Linked DNA regions of Mus musculus: region 1 is linked to region 2. Evidence: chromatin contacts called from public capture Hi-C data. All regions are on one chromosome and are shown on one strand. Each heading gives the region's core, a stretch centred on a gene start, on an enhancer-like site or on the middle of the called end of the contact. The rest is flanking DNA. Distances are from core to core; before and after follow the strand shown. Region 1 holds the start of Gprin2 (G protein regulated inducer of neurite outgrowth 2). Region 2 holds the start of Npy4r (neuropeptide Y receptor Y4).

Region 1 (4,299 bases), core at 765-3,264, 49 kb after region 2:
AAAAGAGATCCTGGGATGGGGCTAGAGAGAGAGAGAGCTCAGTGGTTAGGGACACATACGGCTCACGCACACACACTCACATTGGTCGGCTCTCAGCTCTCTGCAGCTTCAGTTGCAAAGGATCAAACACTCCTACTCACATGCACATACCCACACACTCTCTCCTGGGAAGGCGTTTTAGCCCCACACAAAAGGCAGACACACAGAGGTATCCAAGAGCACTAGTGTTGAGTAATACCTTAATGTCCTTTCTCCCACCGCGTCTAATGCAAACGCTGTGACAGCTGTGGATGACATCGTGTGGTCACTGTCCTCGGGTTCTACTGTCAACAACTAGAGTCAACCACCCTCACATGCAGCAACTATCAATGCCATTTTGAAGAAACACCCCCCTCCCCCCAGTTTTTCAGAAACTTCCAGACTAGCCCAAGCCTGAGTCCGTGGGCTCCACTTGGTTAGAAATTCTGATTCTCTCCCCAGCTGAGAAGCCTATACCTTAGGGGTGGACTGGGGAAGGCTTCTAAAGGGCCTATCTCAGACCACACTAAGTCATTCATGCAAGCAGCAGGCGCTTAGATGACAACCTCTGTGTCCAGAAAGCCACAAAAAGGCAAGCAAGTCGACAAAGGAGGGAGCAGGGTGTGAGAGGAGAATCAGGACTGCTCACAGAGTTAACATAAGGAAGTTGAAAGGCCCAGGTAGGGATAGCCCCTACAGATACCTCAAATCCCTTGTAGAGAGGGGTGTGGCCACCTACAACTAGTGGTTTGATCATGCCAGCGTGCAAATAAACGGCCTAACAGGAACACAAGCCGAATGGAGAACGCAGCAAGAGACATCCCTTAAGGTGGGTGGGGCAGCTCCAAGAATAAAATCAGTCCCTCGTAGCCTCTAACCTTATCGAGATGGCATAGAACCTAAAGGCAGAGAAATGCCAGGAAAGGGGTATGCATGAGAAAACAAGCTCCAAGACGCCACCCTGCTCACCATAGAGAAACCCCTAAGAGTCCCAGAACGCCTAAGAGTCCCAGGGCCTGAAACCTGTGAGGGTTTGCTCACTCAGGTGCTAACAGTGGGCTGAATGTGTCTCAGGGTCAACTGCAACTGCAGGAGGCCACTAAGATTGTACCTGCACTCCCCAGCACAGTGCCCCAGCATGGACACACGCCTCACTGTGGCCATGGCACAGGCGGGTTTACAGTGTGAACCTGCAGGAAAGAACGTTCATTCACAGCAGCACTCCGCATGCCAAACACAGGCCGCCCCTGCTGCGGTCAAAGGCCTGAACGCACCACACACCACGCAGCCTCCCTGGCCAGGGCTCCCTTCCCCGAATCTCCAGAGCAAAGCCCACAGTGGTCTTAGGGAGAAGTACACAACCCAAGTCTCGGATCTAGGCTACAGACCTTTCCAGGACAAAGACTCAAAGGATATGGGGCAGTGAGCTCGCTGGTAGGGATGCTCCTGAGCAGAAGAGGGCGGGGCGCTGGCAACAGAGGACAGGGTGGGGGATGCGGATGGAAGAGAGGAGAACCCGGGAGGGAAGAAGCAAAGGAAGGCGGGGTGGAGGCCGATGGGCTCCGGTCCGGGGCAGAGGAAAAACAAAAACAAAACCCGGAGACTGGGCAAAGGGAACGTGGAAAAGAGAACCGGAGAGGGCAAGGGGGAGGCAACCGTGCGGAGGAATGCGGCGCAGACAGCGGTGAGGAAGGGGTTCGGGGGTTCAGGAAGGGGGGCGCCGCCCACACCACCCCAGCACCCACCACGGCTCGTGTTGAGCCAGCCTCTCACCCTGTCGCCTCCAGGGCCGCAAAGGCCGGCGGAAGCGCTGCTCCTGCGGCCGCCACAGGTGCCCGTCGCCAAGATGGAGCCGCACTGGGTCTAGCCCCGCCGTGGTGCAGCCGGCCGCGGAGCCTGCGCTGCCAAGGGCCAGAAGGGGAAGCTGTCACCGGTACCCGGAGCAGGGGTGCTGGGGGTTTGAGGGGGGCGACTCACTCACCTAGGCGCGCCCCGCCTCTTCACGGCTCAGCGTCCCGGCCCCGCCCCCTGCCTCGGCTCCGCCCATGTCATTCCCTTAGGCTCCGCCCCCAAGACTGCCCATCCCCCCTTCCTGACCCTTCCCCCCCGCCCCCCCCCCCCCCAGCAAGGCTGTTTTCTCACTGGGCTCATCCATTTTGTGCAACCTTCCCGACAGAGCCGGCCGCTGTGTTCCAATCTCCCACCCCTAAAGGGCGCCATCGTCCTGCCCCAGTCCCTCCGTGCCCCACCTTGCCTTGCGTGGCTAGCTCCGGCAAATCCTCCAGGTCCCAAATTCACATCCTTAGAGATTTTCAATCCCTTGCTCTGACACCAGAATCCATTGACATTCCCTGTGGCCCCGCCCCCCCCCCATGTCCTTTATCTTCCTGCCCCACCTCTCACAATTCTTGGGCCTCCCACCCACCTCTTGAGACCTTTCCCCAGGTCTTGCTCTCTAGAGGCCTTGCCTGTTAGGGAGTCTTCAGGCCTGCTGGATCCAACAGCATGCTCTCAGCTCTAGACTCACCTCAGGGAGAAATCCAAGCTTGATCCAGTTCTTGAGGTTTACAATTGCAGTGTGGTCCTTAAGGAGTACCTGCCCAGCTTCATAGTCCCAAAGTCACACCCTCAGCCATGTCCTTCAAGGTCTACATTCTTGATAACCTGTCAGTCTATCCACTTCCAGGACCATTTCCACCCTTGCCCTCTGACCCAATCCCACGCTAGGATGGTTTCGCAGCCTACCTCAGGGATGCAAAGAGCTGACATGCACAGTGACTCCCAGTGGGGAGAGACCTCACTGGAGCCTCAACTATTTTCCTGTAATTCCCTGCAGTTCTGATATTTCCTCCCTAGATCCCACTGTGTCCCTTCCTAAAAGCTCTACCGATTCTGGGTTGCCTGATCCCATGGAAAGTCTAGGATCCCTATTAGCTTTGCTCCAGCATCCCCAGACACACAGGACAGGAAGCTACCCCACCTAGATCTGACCAGACCCAGTCCACCATCAAGGAGTCCCCAGGTACCCAGGGCCACAGGGTAAGAGGAGACTGGGCTTCTTCTGAGTCCCCATCTCAGAGAACTAAGTCCCAGTGTCACACTCCTTTGTTGACAGCAGCCCTGGAGCCCCAACTTGCCTAGGGTTGTTTACACTCTTCCCATGCAGTTATGGGGAACCAACACCATCTTTGTCTCTCTCCTAGTTATGGATGGCTTCACTATCTTCTCAGAAAGTCCTAGATTTCCTCCAGTCACCCCTTCCCAGCAGGTCCTCAAAGCATTCTCTCCAGTTTGGGAAAACAGCCATCCTGGAAGAGCTAAGCACCCTGACAGGGCTGCACAGGCCTGTGGAAGCTCTGCTTCTACAGCCACAGGTGTCCAGGCTTTAAGATGGAGCCCGAGCTACACTAGTTGGGTCTAACCAGCCACGGTGCAGCTCGCTGCAGCGCTTACTGGGTATACAAGTAGGGGCCGAGGGTTCTTGCTTCCTTGCTACTCACAGCCGGCCTGAAGGATCCTGTCCAAAGAGTCTATAGAAGATTTCTGCACCAGGGACACTAACCAACTCCTGTCCCTCCCAGAAATTGCCACTCTTCTCATCCTCATAGTCCCTTCCCACAGAAGTCACTTACATCCCAAGAAGGGATGAGGTAAATGTGACTACACTGAGAGGAGACTCAGAGCCCAAGCCCATAGCTCCTAGCTTCCAGGGCATCCTGAACAGAACTTTGCCATGTATGTGCCAAGGAAGCCTACTCAGGATTAGATGTCAATGGATGTCTGCCCTACTGGATACACACAGGCGTGATCTGACGGGACCATGGCACCAGGACCTCTGAACAGCACTTGGCTATGACCTCTTGGCAAACTGGTCCTATGACTTGGCAAGAGGCTCTCCTGGCTATAGTAGTGACTCAGGGAGAGCCTGGGATAGGAGGAACTTAGATAACAATTCCTATCTAACTTCCAACATACTCATTTACCCTGTGATCCCACACCCAGGCAGGACTTTTCATCTCTCTGGGAATCGGTTTCTTCATCTGATAATCAATGGTAATTACCTCCCTATCTTCTGGGCTGTGGGGAGGTCACAGTTGTGAAAGGGTTCTGTGCAGTATTCTTGCCACTGTCACTCTGGTGATCACATGATCACTTGTTTGCCAACCACCACCATCCCACCATCCCCCACCACTCTCCCCCGTGCTAGACTCTAAAGGTACAAGCTATGGCTGTTAGGAGTAAGGAACAAATTGGACTTTGCAGAGCACTATGGTAAGGAGA
Region 2 (4,064 bases), core at 994-3,493:
CGGCAATATAAGGGAGAGACAGTGAGTGGCAATGTGCTGAGGGGCCGTCGGGCTCAGACTTAGGGCAAGGGATGACGAAGGAACCCGGGAGAGTAGGAAAGTGGATCACAGACCTTCTGTCCCTTAGACATCTTTCAGATCAGCATCTGTCTCATTTGGGTAAATGATATAATTGGTGACTGGGAAAAGTCCCATTCATGAGCTTTCTTTGCAACCTCCTGGCAGGTCGGGGTCCCCAAAGCCAAACTGGCTCATCATAGGCGTCCGTCAAATATAAATCCCCTTCCCATTCACCCCAACAACTCCAGCCTAAGGGACCTCACCTCCCATCAGGAGCCCATGCCCGGGGTCTACCTGACTGCAGCTGCCTGGTGCTAATCCAGAAAAGTATGGCACACACCAGGACCCATTGCCACTCTGATCCTTCTCCAGCACCTGGTCTCACACAGCTCGCATGTGGTACCCTCAAGCCCTGCCCTGCTCAGAGCCCACTTGTAAGGCAGGACTCCTCTGGCCCCATGGCTGGAAAGGATCAAACTCCCATACTTCCTGTCTCAGAGCTGAGGATCAACCCTATGCACAGCCAGTGATTAGCTCAGGATCATTCAAAATGGACCCCATGTGCTTCCTCCACCATCCGCCCAAAGATGAGGCTCCAGATAGACACAGAAAAGGCTGTGGCAACAAACATCCAAACGTCACTGCTATGAGCAGACTCCCGTGGACAACCTAGGGGATGCCTGGCTTGGAGAGGAGCTGAGCCCACTGAAGTAGGAGGATCAGAGTAGAGTGTTTGGGAGGAATTTTGGAAGACAGGCTGCAGATGCCTTTCCTCAAGAAGACAAGGCCTTACCTTACCCTGAGAGTTCGTGTTTCCTAGGAGACACAGGGTAGAAGATACAATTGGTTTTCATTGGCCATCCTACTAAACTATAAGCTATGCCACAGTCCCACCAGGAAGGCATTAGTGGGCTGAGCCCTATGGCTTGATCAGTAGTTGAGCTGTAAAGATGGCAAATTCGCGTGGTCCCATCTAACGCTAGCTCCAGTTAAACTTTCGTTTTTATTTTATATGTAGGCGTGTTCTGCCTGCATGTATATTTGCATACCACATGCATGTCTGGTGCTGAGATACACCAGAAAGAGAGACTGATATCTCCTGGAACTGGAGTTACAAATGGTTGCAAGCTGCTATGTGGGTGCCAGAAATCAAATCCAGGTCCTTAGGAAGAGCCACCAGTGCCCTTAACCACTGAGCCACCGGTCCAGCGCCATTGGTTCCATCTTAAGGAGGAGAGGTAGTGAGATGAGAGGCCCTGGCCAAGGTTACAGCTGTAGGAAGCAGAACTGGATCCCTGGTCAACCTGGCACCCCTCCTGCCAAACACAGATTTTTGGAAAGAAGAAAGAGAAGTGAGTTAGTGCCAACGCTGATGCACAAGTGGCCAGGAGATGTTAAAGACAGTTAAATATACCCCTCATCCATTGACAAAACCCCACTTACTACTCCTCTATGAAGCCAGGTCCCAGAGGAGCCTCTAAGGATGCTGGGATGTGGTTCAGACACGTGAAAGGGTGTCCCTGAAGCCCTCAATCCTCTGTTGGACAGTTCACTGGCCTGTCCCACAAGACCACTCAGAAAGCCCGACAATGAAATGGCCTGCCTCTTCAGCCCTAGGTCTGGAGAAGTGTTGACTTGACTCTCTCCTCCTGGTGACCACATTCACATTCCAGCGTTGCTGCCATCAAGTCCCCTAGGAACTGACAGGAGGTGATAGCCCTGGGTTGAAGGGGCGTACACCATGCAAAGTCAGTAAAACCCTGTCTGGACTTCATTTTGAACCGTGGACACAAGTGTGCAGCACCAATCCCACCCCCACCGGCACCACTGGCCCCAAAGTTCCTCTGTTCCCTTTCCTAATCAAAGGAAAAACAATGAACACGATGTGTCAATCACCCTAGGATGGACAGCTGCTGGCAGATGATCCTCTCCTAAATCCCCACAACCAGCCGCCAGTTCTGAATGCCTGCCTGCACACACTTTGACACTTCAGATAGACAGCTTACTTCCTCAGATGCACTCACCTGGCGAGGTACCAGACCACCACGTCCCAGGTGAGGAGACTGGAGCACCAAGCCCTGGTCTACTGTCTGTAGATGTGACACCAAGTCCTGGCTAGGAAGCCCTCCGGGCGCCCTGCTGCAGGGGCCTCAGCCAAGCAGCGCCCTCAGCGTCCTGGAAGATGGGTACCTTGACCTCTTGCTGAATCCCGCTGGGGCGAATACTGACTCTGCACTAGATCTGTTCCTCAGCCCCAGCCACACCGCTGGTCCTTGCCTGTGCCGGGAGTCCACACCCGCCCACAAAACTCTAGCACCGCCCACTTTGGGAGCCGCACCCACAGCCAGCCCCCAGGAGGCGAGGTGCTGGCAGCCCTAGAGTCAGACACACAAGTCAGCCTGCCACTTGCAGGCAAACTACACTGCATGTATACGCTCTAGCGCACGCTTCCTCCTCCTCTCTCTCAACCTGTTTCCTCAACCACGGAATGGACTTAAAATGTACTTTCCTACAGTGGGGAGTGGTTGCATTTTAATCCCAGACAGAACCTGGGAGGCAGAAGCTAGAGTCTCTGGGTTCCAAGAACATGGTGAAATCCTCGGGAGAAATCCAGGGATGATGGATAGACACCAGACACCTTTCATAAACTCATTCTACCTATTCAGCCCAACATGAACTGTGAGCCTTTTTGTCTGACTGTACACACAGAGCTGAATGACACAAGATCTGGTTCCGATGTCATATCATCAATTCAGAGCTCTGAGGCCTGGAGAAGCAGAAAAGAGTTAAGCACAGAAAAGGAATGAGTTAAGCTCCAGAGAGCAAGCTGACCTGTGTCCTCTTTAGATGGTGACCCAAAGAGAGGACACAGCAAGGCCTGAGGCAGGGCTGGGGGGGTTATTAGGGCAATGTGGCCAGAGGGAAAGAGGTGGGTGGGCTTCCAGAAAAACAATCAAGACAATCCTGAACAGACAGGCAGGGTTGCAGCAATGGATTCGATGATGGAGCCAGGTTATTGCTTCTAATACACTAAGGCAACCCCTCCCCCAAAGAGGCCGTGTGGTAAACTCATCTGAGCTTAGTGGACCTCCTGGGGTAACAGGATCATCCACACACAGGAACTCTTAGGTGGATCCCAGTGGAAATGGTTCCTAGCACTGTGGCCAGTGGTCCTTCAGAGGTGTACCTAAAACTGCACAGAAATTACCCTATTTATTCATCACAGCTGCTCTGAGAGCTGGGTATCCTCATCCCTGCCTCCCTGGTGAAGCAACAGGACCACAGCTGAGCCTAAAGTCGCTCCGCCCAGAAGCAGCCAGATTTGGGGCATAAACCCTGCTACGCCTTCAGGCTTCTGCTCACTGGCTGTGGTTTGTGCCTCTTACCTCTTCCTTAGGGACCACTCTCATCCCAGGTGGACAGGCTGCAATATGCTGCTTCTCCTTCAGGCCACCTTCCATGGCCCGACTGCATAATGCACTCCCACAAGCCTCCAGCTCTGCGCACAATCGAATGGGATGGCTGGACGATACCCTTGTCTCCTCACTCTGTATCTTCTTGTGTCTGTCACCATCCAGGCCTCCCATAGGTACACAAATGGAGGCAACTCTGACAGAGGAAGAAATTTATTTTACAGGACCTGATTATAATGGTAGCTCCTGGGAGGAGAACATCTGAAATCACTGGCCATTTAGAAGCCACTCAGCTCCAACAGAGAGAACCATGAACACTAGCTCCTGTGCGTATGCAGGAACTCAGACACCATCACGGTCACTGTCACCGTCCCAGGGCACTTATGAAGGGCCTGGCTGCCTGTAGAGCCTTTGGAAGCCAGCTTCCACAAGAACACATGAGAGCCACTACCAGTTTCAAAGGCCTGAGCACCCATGGGCTGGAGACTAACAAAGGAGCTAGCGGGAAGGGAAGCAAGCACCACTCCTGGGCCGGCTGCAGTGCTCACACTTACTCTAACTAGCTGTGCTCATCCAGATTCACTGGTGAGA

The links. Capture Hi-C pulls out chosen DNA fragments and counts their contacts.
Region 1: a contact with region 2 is called in a capture Hi-C map of embryonic tail, with 7 times the contacts expected there. The contact joins the promoter of Gprin2 here to the promoter of Npy4r in region 2. A contact is called at or near these places in 22 of 39 promoter capture datasets (the 3T3-L1 cell line, 3T3-L1-derived adipocytes, the HPC-7 cell line and 14 more), 4 of 484 Hi-C or Micro-C datasets (embryonic stem cells and nephron progenitors), 4 of 115 datasets of contacts at active chromatin or transcription factors (craniofacial prominence, embryonic midbrain, embryonic stem cells and 1 more) and 5 of 9 other capture datasets (adipose tissue, embryonic tail, embryonic trunk and 2 more).

What each region holds. Positions count from the first base shown.
Region 1 is chr14:34,199,619-34,203,917 of GRCm38.p6, forward strand. Gprin2 (G protein regulated inducer of neurite outgrowth 2) reads right to left here and starts at 2,015. Exons shown (of 2, transcript NM_183209.2): 1 at 1,792-2,015.
Region 2 is chr14:34,150,176-34,154,239 of GRCm38.p6, forward strand. Npy4r (neuropeptide Y receptor Y4) reads right to left here and starts at 2,244. Exons shown (of 2, transcript NM_008919.4): 1 at 2,085-2,244.